Regions from separate parts of the Mus musculus genome. Here regions 1 and 3 are each linked to region 2. The links are chromatin contacts, called in public promoter capture Hi-C maps. All regions are on one chromosome and are shown on one strand. Each heading gives the region's core, a stretch centred on a gene start, on an enhancer-like site or on the middle of the called end of the contact. The rest is flanking DNA. Distances are from core to core; before and after follow the strand shown. Region 1 overlaps St3gal1 (ST3 beta-galactoside alpha-2,3-sialyltransferase 1). Region 2 holds the start of Zfat (zinc finger and AT hook domain containing). Region 3 holds the start of 1700012I11Rik (RIKEN cDNA 1700012I11 gene).

Region 1 (4,440 bases), core at 717-3,216, 1.1 Mb before region 2:
AGCCTCCTCAAGTGTGACAGTATATGGTGGGGTTTTTGCACTGTTTTTGCTTTTGCCCAGGACTGGGCCAGTGCAGAACAAAGACTCACTGGAAAGGATAGGGTGAGAATAGAGAGAGAGGGGAGTGTGGCTTTGAGAAGCTTCCAGGAACAACTCAAAAACAAAACAAAACAAAACAAAACAAAACAAAACAAAAAGCCAAAATACCCAACATCAAAGCTTATATTGCCTTCACCCTCCAGGGTGCTACCCTGGGTTGGCTGTAGTAGGTCTGGGTACTCCTAGAGGGTCATGTTTGTGGCAAGTTCCCAGGTAGTTCTGCTATTCTGGAGATGCACTTTGGAGACCTGTCCTTAGCAGCAAAGATGCCCAGGGCCTGGGCACTCTGTGTGGCCCAGTGCACCATCATAGCACCAAATCTTGGAAAAATCAGGGCAGAGTAGGAAGGTCCCAAGCTGCCTCTTACCTTCTCTTGTTTCACTTTGATCTTCGGGGGCACGGGGACATAGGTGCTGCAGATGGGAAAGAGGAGGTATTTAAGGTATTTAGTGTGGAGAGTGACACAGCCAGTGTGGTATGGGTAGGGAGGCTTAGGCCCCGAGAAGCCATTTTCCTGCCCCAGCATAGCTCCTTCTCCAGCAGAACCATCGGGGTGTGACTCTAGATGGTTTGAGAATGTTCTACGCCAACCATTGGACTGAGCTTGGGAGTCCCTGATTGGAGAAGGGACTGAGGGGGTTTGCAGCCCCATGGAGGGAACAACAGTGTCAACAGGCCAGACCCCCTGGAACTTTCAGGGACTGGACCACAAACCAAAGAATACACATGGAGCGACCCATGGCACTGGCTACATAGGTGGTAGAAGATGGCCTTGTTGGACATCAGTGGGAGGAGAGACCCTCAGACCTGAGAGTATTCGATGCCCCAGTGTAGGAGAATGCCAGGGCAGGAGGATGGGAGTGGGTGGGTGGGGGAACACCCTCATAGAGGTGAGGGGGTGGGTGGGGGGTAGGGGGGTTTCTGAAGTGGAGACCTGGAAAGGGGAAACATTTGAAATGTAAATAAAGAAAATATCCAAGAAAAAAAAAGAGAGAAAGTTCTATGGCTTGATGGGCCAGAATGGAGACTTGCTATGAGCACAGCCTTTCAGAGGCCTAGGAATATTTGACTCCATTCTCCAGAGCCAGAACATCTGTGCTCAGTAGTGGGGCTCAGGCTGATGCTGGGGAACTGACACGGGTGACCTATGGCTGTCTCTAGCTCATGCAAGCAGACATGGGCTGTAGCATCAAGGTTTAAAATGCACTACCACATGGAATCTAACTTGTGCAATTTAGGCTCTCCATGCTGTAGAGTATCAGGGGAGAATCTTGAGCCAGCTGCCTGGCCCAATCTCTTGCTGAGCCCTTCCCTTGCACTCTTTACCCTGGAGGCACGGAGTTCTTGGAACCCGTAGTTCTTGACTCTGGCTCTGCCTCCTGGGAGACCAGGGCTAGGACTAGGAGTTACGTGGACATCTGGAAATGGAAGCCACTCCCCTTTGAGAAAAGTCAGGGACCGAGGAATTAGACCCAGATGGTTGCATGGGCTCTGGGTCAAGTTCACTGTTGGGCAAGTGGTTTGGCCCCTGCTATGGTTGCTCCCTGGAGGCCAGAGCTAATGAGAAGCACTGCTGGGAGGATCAAATGAGAGATGCTAAGTTTCAAATGATAGGCGCCATGCCTGAGGAGCAGATGGCAGCACTTACTGTTGGAGAGCCAATCGTTGACTTAGCCACAAAGTATGCACTCAGCAGCTCCTGCCTGTTCTATGCTGCAAAGGGGGCCCCCAGCACTGAGGAGCAGCAGGGAGCTGCCACATGCTGAGTCCTTTCCTGGGGTTCATCTAAGAGATTCCAGAGAGTTTGAAGGAAGCAAACTATAGCACAAAGTTTGGAGTATGGATGATGCTAGGAGGTGAGGGGACCAGTCAGTTAGGACCTGTCACATATGTACCAGGAGGCACGGGGAAGAGGAACCTTACGGAACAGCCCAGCAGGAGTGATACGTTGTATGAGACAGCTGGACATAGGGCAGACCCTAGAGGAACTCACTGAGTGATGGTGCCTGTGGTGGTGGCGCTGATCACCCACTGCAGGTCGGTGGTCTTGAAGGGGACCAGGACCATGTTGACATTCTCTCCCAGCTCCCGGAAGCTCTCAGGATACACGAGATGGTGGGTGGTCCGGCTCCCAACGTCTGCCTCAAAACCCACTGTGGGTGCCTTGTTCATCCTGGGAGAGGAGAAAAATAGGGTACTCAGTAAGGATGCTGGAGTTGGAGTCACCTGTGTGGTAACTGCAGGTGACTCCCTTCTTCCCTAGGCTTCAGTTTCTCCGTGTGTACAATGGGAACCTTGTAGACATAGGCCAGACAGACCTGGACGAGCTGGTTTGAAATCCCAGCTACTTGGAAGGCTCGGCCTGGAGGATGGTGAGTTCAAGGGCAGCCTGTGGTGTGGGAAGTAACCAGGTCAGAGGAAGAAAGCTTGCCTAGCATGCATAGCCAAATTCCATCCCTAATCCAGCAAAACAGAGGCCAAGGCATTTAGTTATTTATTTATAAAAGCAAGTTGGGTGGGTCTTGCTCTCCGATCATTGACCACCCATGTCGTGGGTAACCTAGTAGGTGTGCCTTTTTCGGTATCCAGATAAGCTGTCTACCAAACGATAGCTTTGAACTCAGGTCTGCCTGACCCTGAGCCTGACTCTGCCTCTCATCATGGCCATCCCCTCAGGATACTAGGTACACTGAGAGCCAGGAAAGGGGCCTATGGACATGAAGTCAAAGACACAGAAATAACATTGTTCTAGATTCTAGAAGATACCTGGGTGGGGGGGGTATACTGAGTCCCACCTCTAATTATGTTCTCTGTCCCAGAACATTCTGAGTATGGATTACAATAAACTCAAGGGAGGTATGGTCCTTTTTCCTGAGATGACAATTCCACTTGAGGACAGAAGAAGCAAAGTGGGCATTAAACGCTTCTGGTTCAGGGTCTAGATTGAAAGCTGAGGGCAGATCTGAGTCACAGAACCAGACTTCAAATTTTGCCATGCAATAGATCTTAGGTACCAAGTCCCCCAGCCCATTGAAAATCTCTAGCAACACCCTCTATTATAGTCCACCTTGGTAAGAAAAGATGAAGAGACTAAGACCCAGAGGGCGGCCAGCCTTGAACCTTGGCCTTTTGAGCTCAGCCAAGGTGTTTCACACACTTCTGAGGAACTGTGGGCTCGGGTCCAGTGTTCACCTCAGCACAAAGTCATGGCTGTCGATCTCAGGCCCATACGAGGAGTCCTTCAGGTTACCGGAGTTTCCTACAACTGCACAGCGTCGGCAGCCCACCAGCCTCTTGTTCAACATAGGATCCACATTGCCAGGCACCAGGCGAAACAGTTCCTTGACGGTGTCGCTCAGGTTGTTGGGTTTCCTCTCCCGCTGGAGCCTCTGGGGGAGAGAACAGAGGGAATGGCCAGTGTGGCTCCACTGCCTCTAGCTGAGCACGCTGGCTCCCTGGTCACCAAACCCAGCTATTAAATGTGAAGACACAGGTGACTGCCACCCCCATCCCAGGACAAGAGATGGGAAGAAAACTCATTTATCCATTCTACAGGTATTCTCTGGGCACCTTTTGTGTGTGAGACCAGGATGTTAGCTCACCTCTGGGCATATAGGAAGGGACTGAGGCCAATCCCTAGACACGGAAGACCACTGTATTTCCTGATTCCCACATTCATACCACCTGCTCAGATCTAGTTCTGCAATTGGTGGCAGGTGAGACTAGCCTGGATTTGGGGGTGCAACCTAGAGCCAAGGCCACACACTCTTCCCATGAGAGGATACCAGAGACACAGGGTCACTTTGGGATGTGGGAGCAGAGACTGGTTGCTACAGTCATGGGTCAAGGGGGTGCCACAAATTTTCATCCACAGCAGTAATAGTAGGAGAGAAGCAAGGGTGTGGGGACTCTTGGCCTCCAGGATGGGGACCTGTGACTACCACTGATGTCTTAAGCCACCAGGTCCATGGTGATTTGTGATGGGAGCCACAGGAGGGAAAACCACTAGGGCTTTTTTTTTTTTTCCGGAGCTGAGGACCAAACCCAGGGCCTTGGGCTTGCTAGGCAAGCACTCTACCACTGAACTAAATCCCCAACCCCCACTAGGGCTTTTCTCTGATGTATCCATAATAGACTTTCGACAAACAGTTGCTGAGTGAAGGGATGGCGAGGGGTGGAGGGGCAGGGATGATACTCTGAATGCTGTCAAATGCTTGGTGGGTCCCCAGGACTCCCCCAATCCCACTCCCAGACCCTATTCTGCTCACCAGCCACCACCGGTATGTGTCCTCCTCCATCAGAGCGTTGTGGACTGTCAGCAGGGGCTGCATAGTCTTGTTG
Region 2 (3,915 bases), core at 460-2,959:
CCACTAGATTCTCCTTCAAGACAGCGATAGCTGAGAAGCTGTTGTGTACACTACAAGGTGGGAAAAGAAAGAAGCAGAAACCTTTGCACCCAAAGCAAAAGATACCATGAAAAAGAGACCAACACAGAACAGAGCTGGAACACACACAGAACAGAGCTGGAACTGGGGCAATGACCACCCAGCCTGTTTACCACCCAAAGCCGCCTTTCCAACACCAAAACGGGAAATTTCCCAGAAACGAGCTGACAGAAATACATTTTGTTCAAACTATGAGCCTTCTTCACTTGTCATGGCTGGAAAACAGAAAGATAACCTGTTTGGGGCTTGTTGTGTGTCCCTTTGACCTATAGCCACTCTGTAGCACCAACACTAATTTCACAGATCAAGTGATAGGTTCCAAAGCTAAAGGTGGAGAGTAGTGGAGGTAAGCCCCAGGAACGTGAGTTTTCTGTCCCCTGTATGGATGGACCCAGGCTCCAGCAGGAAACCACAGTGACGTGTACAAATGATCAGCAGCTCCTTCACTCAGTCATTCAATAGAAGGTCACCCCTACTAAGAGCCTGTCTGAATTCCAGGGGACAGTGACAAAGGCCAAGCAAACATATGGTTCACATTGTTTTCCAAGCCAGAAGTCCGATCTCTTTAAAGCTCCACTGTCAGGAATCTGGGCTCTCAACTTTTCTCTTCTTCAGTGAATGACCAACTAAGAACAACCAGGAGACACTGGCAGCGACCCTCGGAAGTCAGGGTCCAAGAGTCTAAATTGGTGTCAATCACAGGCTAGAGGTCACAAGCTTAAGGTTAAGGGGAGTCACCAGGGGTTAAGTGAAAAGTCTACCCTTCCAATGAGACCAGCTAAAGCAGCTTCTGGCTAGACAGTCTGAGGGCTGCCTGGAGGAAGTGGCCTGGAGCCACTTCGTTCAAGCGCACGAGGACAATGCCCTACAGCACTGGGCCAAAGACAGAAGGCAAATGACTACTTGCATGGGACAGGGTCACCCGTGATAAAGCCCATCTCTCTCATTGGCCGCTCCCTCTGAAGGTCACTAGAGAAGGCTGGACTTGAAGCACGTCCTGGCTAAGAACACGGGGTTGATCACTGGGAAGGGGAAGTCATCTACTTTACGAAACTGTTGACTAAGCAAGAAGCCAACTCAAAGCTCACACAAACAGCGGCAGGCAACGGGACTCGAACACCTATGCAGCCAGACGCCCGCGGATGGCCGCTGGCGGGCGCCCTGGCACCGCCCACAGCCCTGGAAACTGCTCCCCAGGCGCGCAGGGCGCTCCCCTCGCTTGCTCTCCACCGCCTCCCTTTTTTTTCTTTCCTGCGGCAGGATCAAGCCAGCTTCCAAACGTGGGCCGCAGAACGCTGCGACGTCGGCGCTCCGCCCGCCCGTGGATCCCTCCGCCGGCCCGAGTCTGCGCGCGGCCTCCCCACTGCACACCACGAGCGGTTTCCCGCGCGGCGCCGCGCCCCACCCCCACCCCGCCGCGCCCCAACCCCCATCCCCGCTCACCTGCCGTCCGCGTCTCCATGGCAACGCCCCCACGGCGGAGGAAAAAAAAAGCCTCGGGCTCTTCCCGGCTCCCTCCCGGGCTGAGCGAGAAAGTCGGACACCCTGAGGAAACTTCGCTCTTTATTTTGATTTTTTTAGGGAAAGAGCCGGAGAGGTTATGGCGAATCTGCGGCATCCAACATGGCGGATGGAGTCTTCGCCCTCCTCTCCCCGGGGATCCGACGCCTACGTAGCGACGTCGGTCGCGGGGAACCGCCCTCGGCACGCAAGGCACAGTGCGCATGCTCGCGGCTACCCTAGGTGCCGGCCTCTCGTCCCGGCGTTCTGCGCGCTGTTTTGGGCCACGCCCGGGGCGGGACGCTGTGATCCTGGGACGTGGGAGTCAGGACCCGGAATGTCCTGAATCCTCTTCCGTGCGGGGACGGCTGCGAGTGGGCAGGCTAGTGCGCCCCTTTGCATACTAGCTTTTCCGGGGCTCAGTTTCCCAAGTTGCCGGTCGGGTTGACTAGGTGTAGTTGGCCCAGGCAGGCTCTCCCAGGGTCCGGGACGAGCCGGGTTGGAAGTGACAGTGCCTCGCACATCTTTTTTTTTTTTTTTTTTTTTTTTTTTTTTGGAAGCTCAGTGACCACCTTTCCGTTTTTTATGTTAGGAGCTTAGAGCCCCCTCCGCACGCTGCAGGAAGCGTCTGTTCCACGTAACTTTGATAGAATATATTTCTACCGACATCGAAGTCCCTTATCCCTACCTATCTTGGTCAGCTTTTTAGCATTCGAAACTGGGAATGAGTTTTAGAGTTGGCCAATTAAGTATATATATAATAATAACAGTCGTACTTGTGCTGGTAAAGCTATCTTTTAGAAAGGTTTTTAAATTAGCCATTGTAAAAAAGTACTCCACACATACAGAAACAAGAGAAAAATGTTAAAAGAAGCAGGACGGAAATGACCGGCGTCTGGGCAGCCCTGGTTTGTTTTTACAGTGCTGGTGAAATGCTGAGTATAGTCCTTCTGTAGTGTTTAGCTTGGAGTGCTCCTCAGACAGCTCTAGGTTCCTCTCTCTTACCCCCACAGGTCGAGGTCATGTGTTTATTACTTCTTCACATTCAGTTGCGCATAACTGTTTGCTACCCCTTTCTGCCATGGACTGAGTTTGCCGAGCGGAGAGAGGGTCCTGTCACAAAGGCCCCTGGGTCTTTTAGTCTTTGCCTACCCATCACAGATTTCATAGTAATGCTACTGAACGACTGAATGAGCTCATTCATTTTGTTCACTTTTTTAAAAACAAAAACCAGAAACGTTGACGTGCCTTTGGGCAGTGAACCTTAAGATGACTGGTCTAATTCTTCATTCTTCTGTTTAGTACATATTTAAAAACATCTTTATTTCAGTGGGCAGGTGAGCAAAGGACAGGTGTTCAGGAAGGTTGTGTAGCTTTTTTGAGATCACATAGACAGTCCATGAAGTGTGTGGCCCCACCTTTCCACAACCCACCAGATGCCGGTAGACACAATGTGAGGAGAATCAGGAAGTTGTTGCTTCACCTCCACTAACTTCTGCCTCAGGGAGGGCTGCGTGGCAGGGGAACAGTAACATCTTTCATTTGAAAATGAACTAACCAGAATGCTGCATTGATGTGATTTCCTTTTTAGAACTCCAAATATTTACACTAATTTTCTGTCAGGACATGTGAGTTGTGCTGGTTGCTGACAATACTGGTTTTGTGCTGGGCTGCCTTTCTTAAAAAGCAGCACTGAAATACTATTGATTGATTAGCAGGTGGGTCGATTGCTCTTGAATGTTGTAGCCAAAATCAGTTTTGGAAATGAAGCTAGTTAACATATATCTCAAAACTCAATGGCTCCCAAACAGTAAAGCCAAATTTTTTTTAAGAAGAAGAAGAAGAAAAAAAAAAAAACTGACTGTAGATGTGGTCTTGAGGGGGTGAGGGGTGGCTGTGATTTTTCTCCACTATTCCTTCCTTAAATCTACTCATTTTTTCAAAAAAGACTTATTGCATATCTTTTCCCAGGCTGGTCCCAAGAAGGAGGAAATTAGTAAGGAAAGGGACGGAAGGCAGTTTTGTGAATGGAGACACCACAGTTGCTTCCTCACCTTCTTGTGTGGCTCACACTTTCAGATGGGGACATGAGTGTGCACTTAGAAGGCAGAGGCTAGCTTTCAGTCTTCTCTATTGTTGTGTACCTCATGTTTTGAGATAGGGCCTCTTGCTGAACCTGAAACTCATTGTCTGACTAGCCTGGCTGGCCAATGAACCCCTAGGATCCTCCTGTCTCGCTCAGCACTAAGATCACAAGCCCACCACACCTAGCGTTTTTTAGAAGGTGCCTAGAATCCAAACTTAGGCCCTCATGTTTGGGCAAAAGAGCTTTACCCC
Region 3 (4,384 bases), core at 198-2,697, 1.0 Mb before region 2:
GGTCCTGGGAAGTAAAAGAAAGATGGCTGAGTGTGAGTTGGAGAATCATGGGAGTAAGCAGCACTCGCACATGGTTACTGCTTCAATTTGCCCCACAAGTTCTTGCCTTGGCTTCCCTCAATGATGGCTTGTAAGCTTTAAGATGAAATAAACCCTTTCCTCCTTAAGTTGGTTTTGGTCAATATTTTATCACAGTGACAGAAAGAAAACCAAAGCACTGACCATAGCATTGTTGATATTTTGAGTCATTTCATTCTCTGTTGGCAGAGAGGGGCTGTTTGAGGCGTTATAGGTTTTCAACATTGTCCTTACTCTTTCCTCACAATCAAAACTGCCATCTGGAAAATGACAAATGTCAAGGGGAAGAAATGGCCACCAGTTGAAAAGCTTTTTGATCAGAAGTATTGAAGCAGGTAATTTGGTAATGTGGAGAGAGTTCAGTCAGCCTTCTGCCATCCAGGGTTCCGTGCCCACGAAGCCAATCTGCTGTAGGTTTAAAATTGAAAAAAAAAAAGTCATGTGGTAATCCAGTGGAAGTGGATGTGATTGCATGATCCCCTGAAAATGTCTGGAAGTGTTCTCTAAATGTGTTTTCTCTCGGCCACAAGTCAAATTTGTCCTGCCTAGGTGGTGCTTATTGCTCCTGGAATGAAGAGATGTGGAACAGAGACGTATCTCACTTGCAGTTTGCAATGCATATTATTACCCATCCTTATCTGTGATTCCTCTCTCTATGATTTCAGTTACCCCTGATCAACCATACTTTGAAAACACTAAATAAAAAGATTCAGAAGTAAGAAACTCTTAAGGTTCAAATACATTCTGCTATAAACTACCATGGTAATTATTTTATCATTGGTGATAATTGTTATGCTCAAAGTGGGTTTGATTCATAGACATGGCTTCCTTATAGGTTGGTATGAATATGAAAAACAGTATGTAAGGGCTTTGGGATCTCCTGTAGTTTTGGGCACTGAGTAGGAGACTTGGAAAAGATTGTCTTGGGTGATGGGTTAGCACACAACCAGAAACAAATCTTGGCTTCTATTATCCTTTATGGTTTTTGTGGCCCTCTATTCCTACAGCACAAGCCTATGGTGATGATATACCCTTTGTGGCTATGGCTATGCAAAATGAATGGCATGGATAAAAGGCTCGGGGCAGGAACACCATAACAACATATTTGTAATACACAGTCCAAGGGGACACAGTAGCTGGGAGGAGGGCATGTGGAGAACCTGACCTTGCAGACATGATCATTAGCTTAAGAAACCTAGAAGACTAGCTTCTGTCTGGCAATGTGAGGTGTCACTTATGTGATGCTTGTTGTATGCCAGAAGGCCTTCCAAGTGAGATCACAGGCACCATCGCCTTGGATCTTCCCCCAGGTTCTAGAAGGCACATGCCTATTATTAGCAACACTTGAAAGACCAGGATATGGAGGCTTAAAGCAATTAGTCACATGTAAAGTTCACCTGAAGCAGAGTGGTAATTCCTGTTCATCAGATCTCTTTGATGCCAACATCTTCCCATTCAGTGATAGGGTGGATTGCTGGCTGGGCTACCTGTAGGCCTGCTGATAAAAAGATAGCTTCTGCTGGTGGCTGACTGTGGGTAAGAGTCATTCGAGCAAATTGCTTCCCGGAAGCACTGATTCTCTGCAGTTTGTTCTAGGGAAGACTCCTTCCAGCGAGGCTGGCTGGGCAGGCCACACTTGCAAAGGCGATGCTCTGAAATTAGAGGTGAAAGAGGCACGCATGTAAGTCACGTCTGTTCACAAATTGAATTAATTATACTTGGCTGGGGCACAGGTGGAAGGAATCCAACTGGAGTTTGTTCAAAAAGCAAGAGAGAAAATGATGGAGAAGAAATGAAGGCAGTGTCTTGTCGTACAAAATATTTTTAAAAAACCTCGGCACGGGGGGTGGTGGTGGTGGTGTTCTTCCCACCTTAGACCATTTATGTTCCCAGATAAACACACACACACACACACACACACACACACACACACACACACACACAAAAGCTTTATATTTTAGTATGCCTTATGCAACACAATAGCTGGCAGCTGCCTACCCTCCACGCTGTTAGAATCTACCTTTCTATAGATAATCCTAAACTATTAGTCACTATTTATTATGCTCCATCTGAACTCCTCTAAACTGCAACCAGGCAGCCCTCTGGGACACCTTGGCCCCTAGGTCATGGTGGATCTCCTTTCTCATCTCTCACAGGTTCTTTTCCTAGCCCGTGGTGGCTTCTTGCTTCCCATTACTCTTTCTCACAGTCCCAAGTCCAGGAAACCTCAACCTCACTTACATAACCAACAGCATAGAGGGTAGGCAGTTGCCGAGCTACAGTACTGCATAAGGCATATTTAAAAACAAAACGGCTATGTGACACATCTTTCATTTGGGAACATAAGCTGCCAAAGGCAGGAAGAAACCCCTCAATGGAATTTTTTAGATCTATTTTACTACAGTGTTTAGAACAGGGGATAGGAATATGGCAGGGCTCAGGATGGCTGGAGCCAGAGCCTGGATTCCCTATGGCCTATTCTCAGTGTGTTTCCTGGGTGGGAACAGTTTCTATTTTCACCACTCCAACCTTATGCAGCTGCCGTCACCTCTCAAGTTTCCTGATTTATGTTTCAGCCACCATGGAGCCTCATGGCTCATTTTCATTCTTACATACCAGAGGAAATGACTGATTCAGTGGGCTGGGAATTCAGTTCAGTTAACAGAGTACTGGACTGTCATTAGCCCTGGGCTTGACCCCTAGCATCTCAAAGTAGGGCATGGTCATGCATGCGTGTAATCCCGGCATTTAGGAAGATCGGGAGTTCAAGGTTATCCTTAGCTACAAAGCAAACTCAAGGCTATCCGGGGCTGTATGGAAGCCAGTCTTAATGAGGAAATAATAATTTTATGATGTTTGACTCAAGTGCTGTCTGGGTTTGGTGGTACTGTGCTCAAGACAATTCATATAATGCAGGTTGGTGAGGCAGAGGGGTCTCAACGGACCCCTAAGAGTGGGGCAATCATCTCGTTAGAGGCCTAGAACACATATGCCCTGAAGGATGGCTAGATCTGAGGAAAAATAATAGGGAAAAACGTGGAGAGCACAAAGACACTTTTTTCCCCCAAGAGGGGCCAAGTAAGAATTGTCTGGTGTATGGTTCTATTATATATTTTAAATGTCATGTTCTATGTGGTTGAAAGTATTTCACTCACACTAGAATAAAGTACTGTTGACAGAGACCAGTTCTGATTGCCAAAGGCTTAAAAAATGCCTTATATTATAAAGTGCATATGTGTGTGTGTATAAAATTGACACATAACAAATGCTTGCATCTGTGAGTACAAAGTGAAATTTTATCATATGTGTACCATATGCATACATTCAGGGTTCTAATATATTTATTGCCTGAATTGTTTATCATGTTGATGAGTGTTGTTAACATTTCAGAGTCCTCTCTTGGACCTATTTTGAATTACCCGAGTAAGTGTTGTTCACCATAGTCACTCTATCCTATAGGACATTCTAGAAACCTAGTTGCAGTGGTGGGTTTCGCTGTTGGAAGCTGTAGTGACTTTGCAATAACAGATCTTACTTACTGGAGCTTTGATGTTTCTCCATTGGCTCATTTAGCTGATCTCAAATAAATCCAAACTTCATGACCCAGAAGAGGTGACCTGAGGCCAACTGGCCTTTATCTTCTGCCCACTGAAGCCTGGACCCTTAGACGGATTTATTTGACTGGAGTATGTTCACTGAAGAGTCTTGATATGGAGCCAAATGAGCAATAAGAAATTACAGAGCAGACAGTGAACAACAGGATGGAGGGAAAGCCCAGGTGTTCTTAGGCATGCCGAACCTCGAACGCCTTGTAGGATGATGCAGGGCAGAAGGGAGCAAGGCCAGTTGGAACTTGATTTGGCTCCTGAACTGAGGCGGCAGTCTCTTTATGCTCCTTTAAAAACCAACCAAACAAAAAACAAAAACAGGGAATCGACATAAAAAACGTCAGTACCATCTCTCCTTTTGGTAATGCCCTTTTTAATGCTGCAAGTTCTGGAGAGTTCCCTGGTCCCTGGTGGAGGATATGCTACTGAAGGAGGAGACATTGCCTTTGCATCCAGCCCTTCCCACCAACTGCCCTCCTGAGTAAGCTTGTTTCAGTTGGTTCTGCCAGCTGGCTGGTGTCTGTCCCTGCTCTGCCTTCCCTCCAGCCCCATTCACTCCATTACAACACCCACTGCCGCCGCTGGATTAATGAGTCAGACTGGCCTGCCACACGTCTGGGCCATTATGCCATTGTCACAATTGGCGTTTTGCTGGTCCTGTTATCCAGTTGCCTTCTGTGTGTGTAATTGCAAAAGGT

Evidence for each region. Promoter capture Hi-C pulls out the DNA fragments that hold promoters and counts their contacts.
Region 1: a promoter capture Hi-C map of cranial neural crest shows a contact between it and region 2. The contact joins the enhancer-like site here to the promoter of Zfat in region 2. A contact is called at or near these places in 14 of 39 promoter capture datasets (the 3T3-L1 cell line, the C10 cell line, the HPC-7 cell line and 8 more), 14 of 484 Hi-C or Micro-C datasets (the G1E-ER4 cell line, the STO cell line, bone marrow-derived macrophages and 7 more), 10 of 115 datasets of contacts at active chromatin or transcription factors (T-cell acute lymphoblastic leukemia, bone marrow-derived macrophages, embryonic forebrain and 6 more) and 2 of 9 other capture datasets (embryonic stem cells and macrophages).
Region 3: a promoter capture Hi-C map of hippocampal neurons shows a contact between it and region 2, with 13 times the contacts expected there. The contact joins the promoter of 1700012I11Rik here to the promoter of Zfat in region 2. A contact is called at or near these places in 16 of 39 promoter capture datasets (the 3T3-L1 cell line, 3T3-L1-derived adipocytes, the C10 cell line and 10 more), 1 of 484 Hi-C or Micro-C datasets (embryonic fibroblasts) and 5 of 115 datasets of contacts at active chromatin or transcription factors (the NIH/3T3 cell line, acute myeloid leukemia, embryonic forebrain and 2 more).

Annotation. Positions count from the first base shown.
Region 1 is chr15:67,109,140-67,113,579 of GRCm38.p6, forward strand. It overlaps St3gal1 (ST3 beta-galactoside alpha-2,3-sialyltransferase 1), which reads right to left. Exons shown (of 9, transcript NM_009177.4): 4 at 4,368-4,440; 5 at 3,292-3,488; 6 at 2,093-2,272; 7 at 467-512. Among named protein-coding and RNA genes, the nearest start is that of Gm31400, 59 kb to the right of the region's middle. Within about 2 kb of position 1,967, at least 23 of the 459 cell types and tissues checked have an H3K27ac peak or open chromatin away from gene starts, as enhancers often do. A contact at or near this core is called in the STO cell line and muscle stem cells, where this site is marked.
Region 2 is chr15:68,257,147-68,261,061 of GRCm38.p6, forward strand. Zfat (zinc finger and AT hook domain containing) reads right to left here and starts at 1,710. Exons shown (of 16, transcript NM_001145888.1): 1 at 1,522-1,710. The coding sequence starts at 1,540.
Region 3 is chr15:67,225,322-67,229,705 of GRCm38.p6, forward strand. It overlaps 1700012I11Rik (RIKEN cDNA 1700012I11 gene), which reads left to right and starts at 1,448. Exons shown (of 9, transcript NR_045140.1): 1 at 1,448-1,759.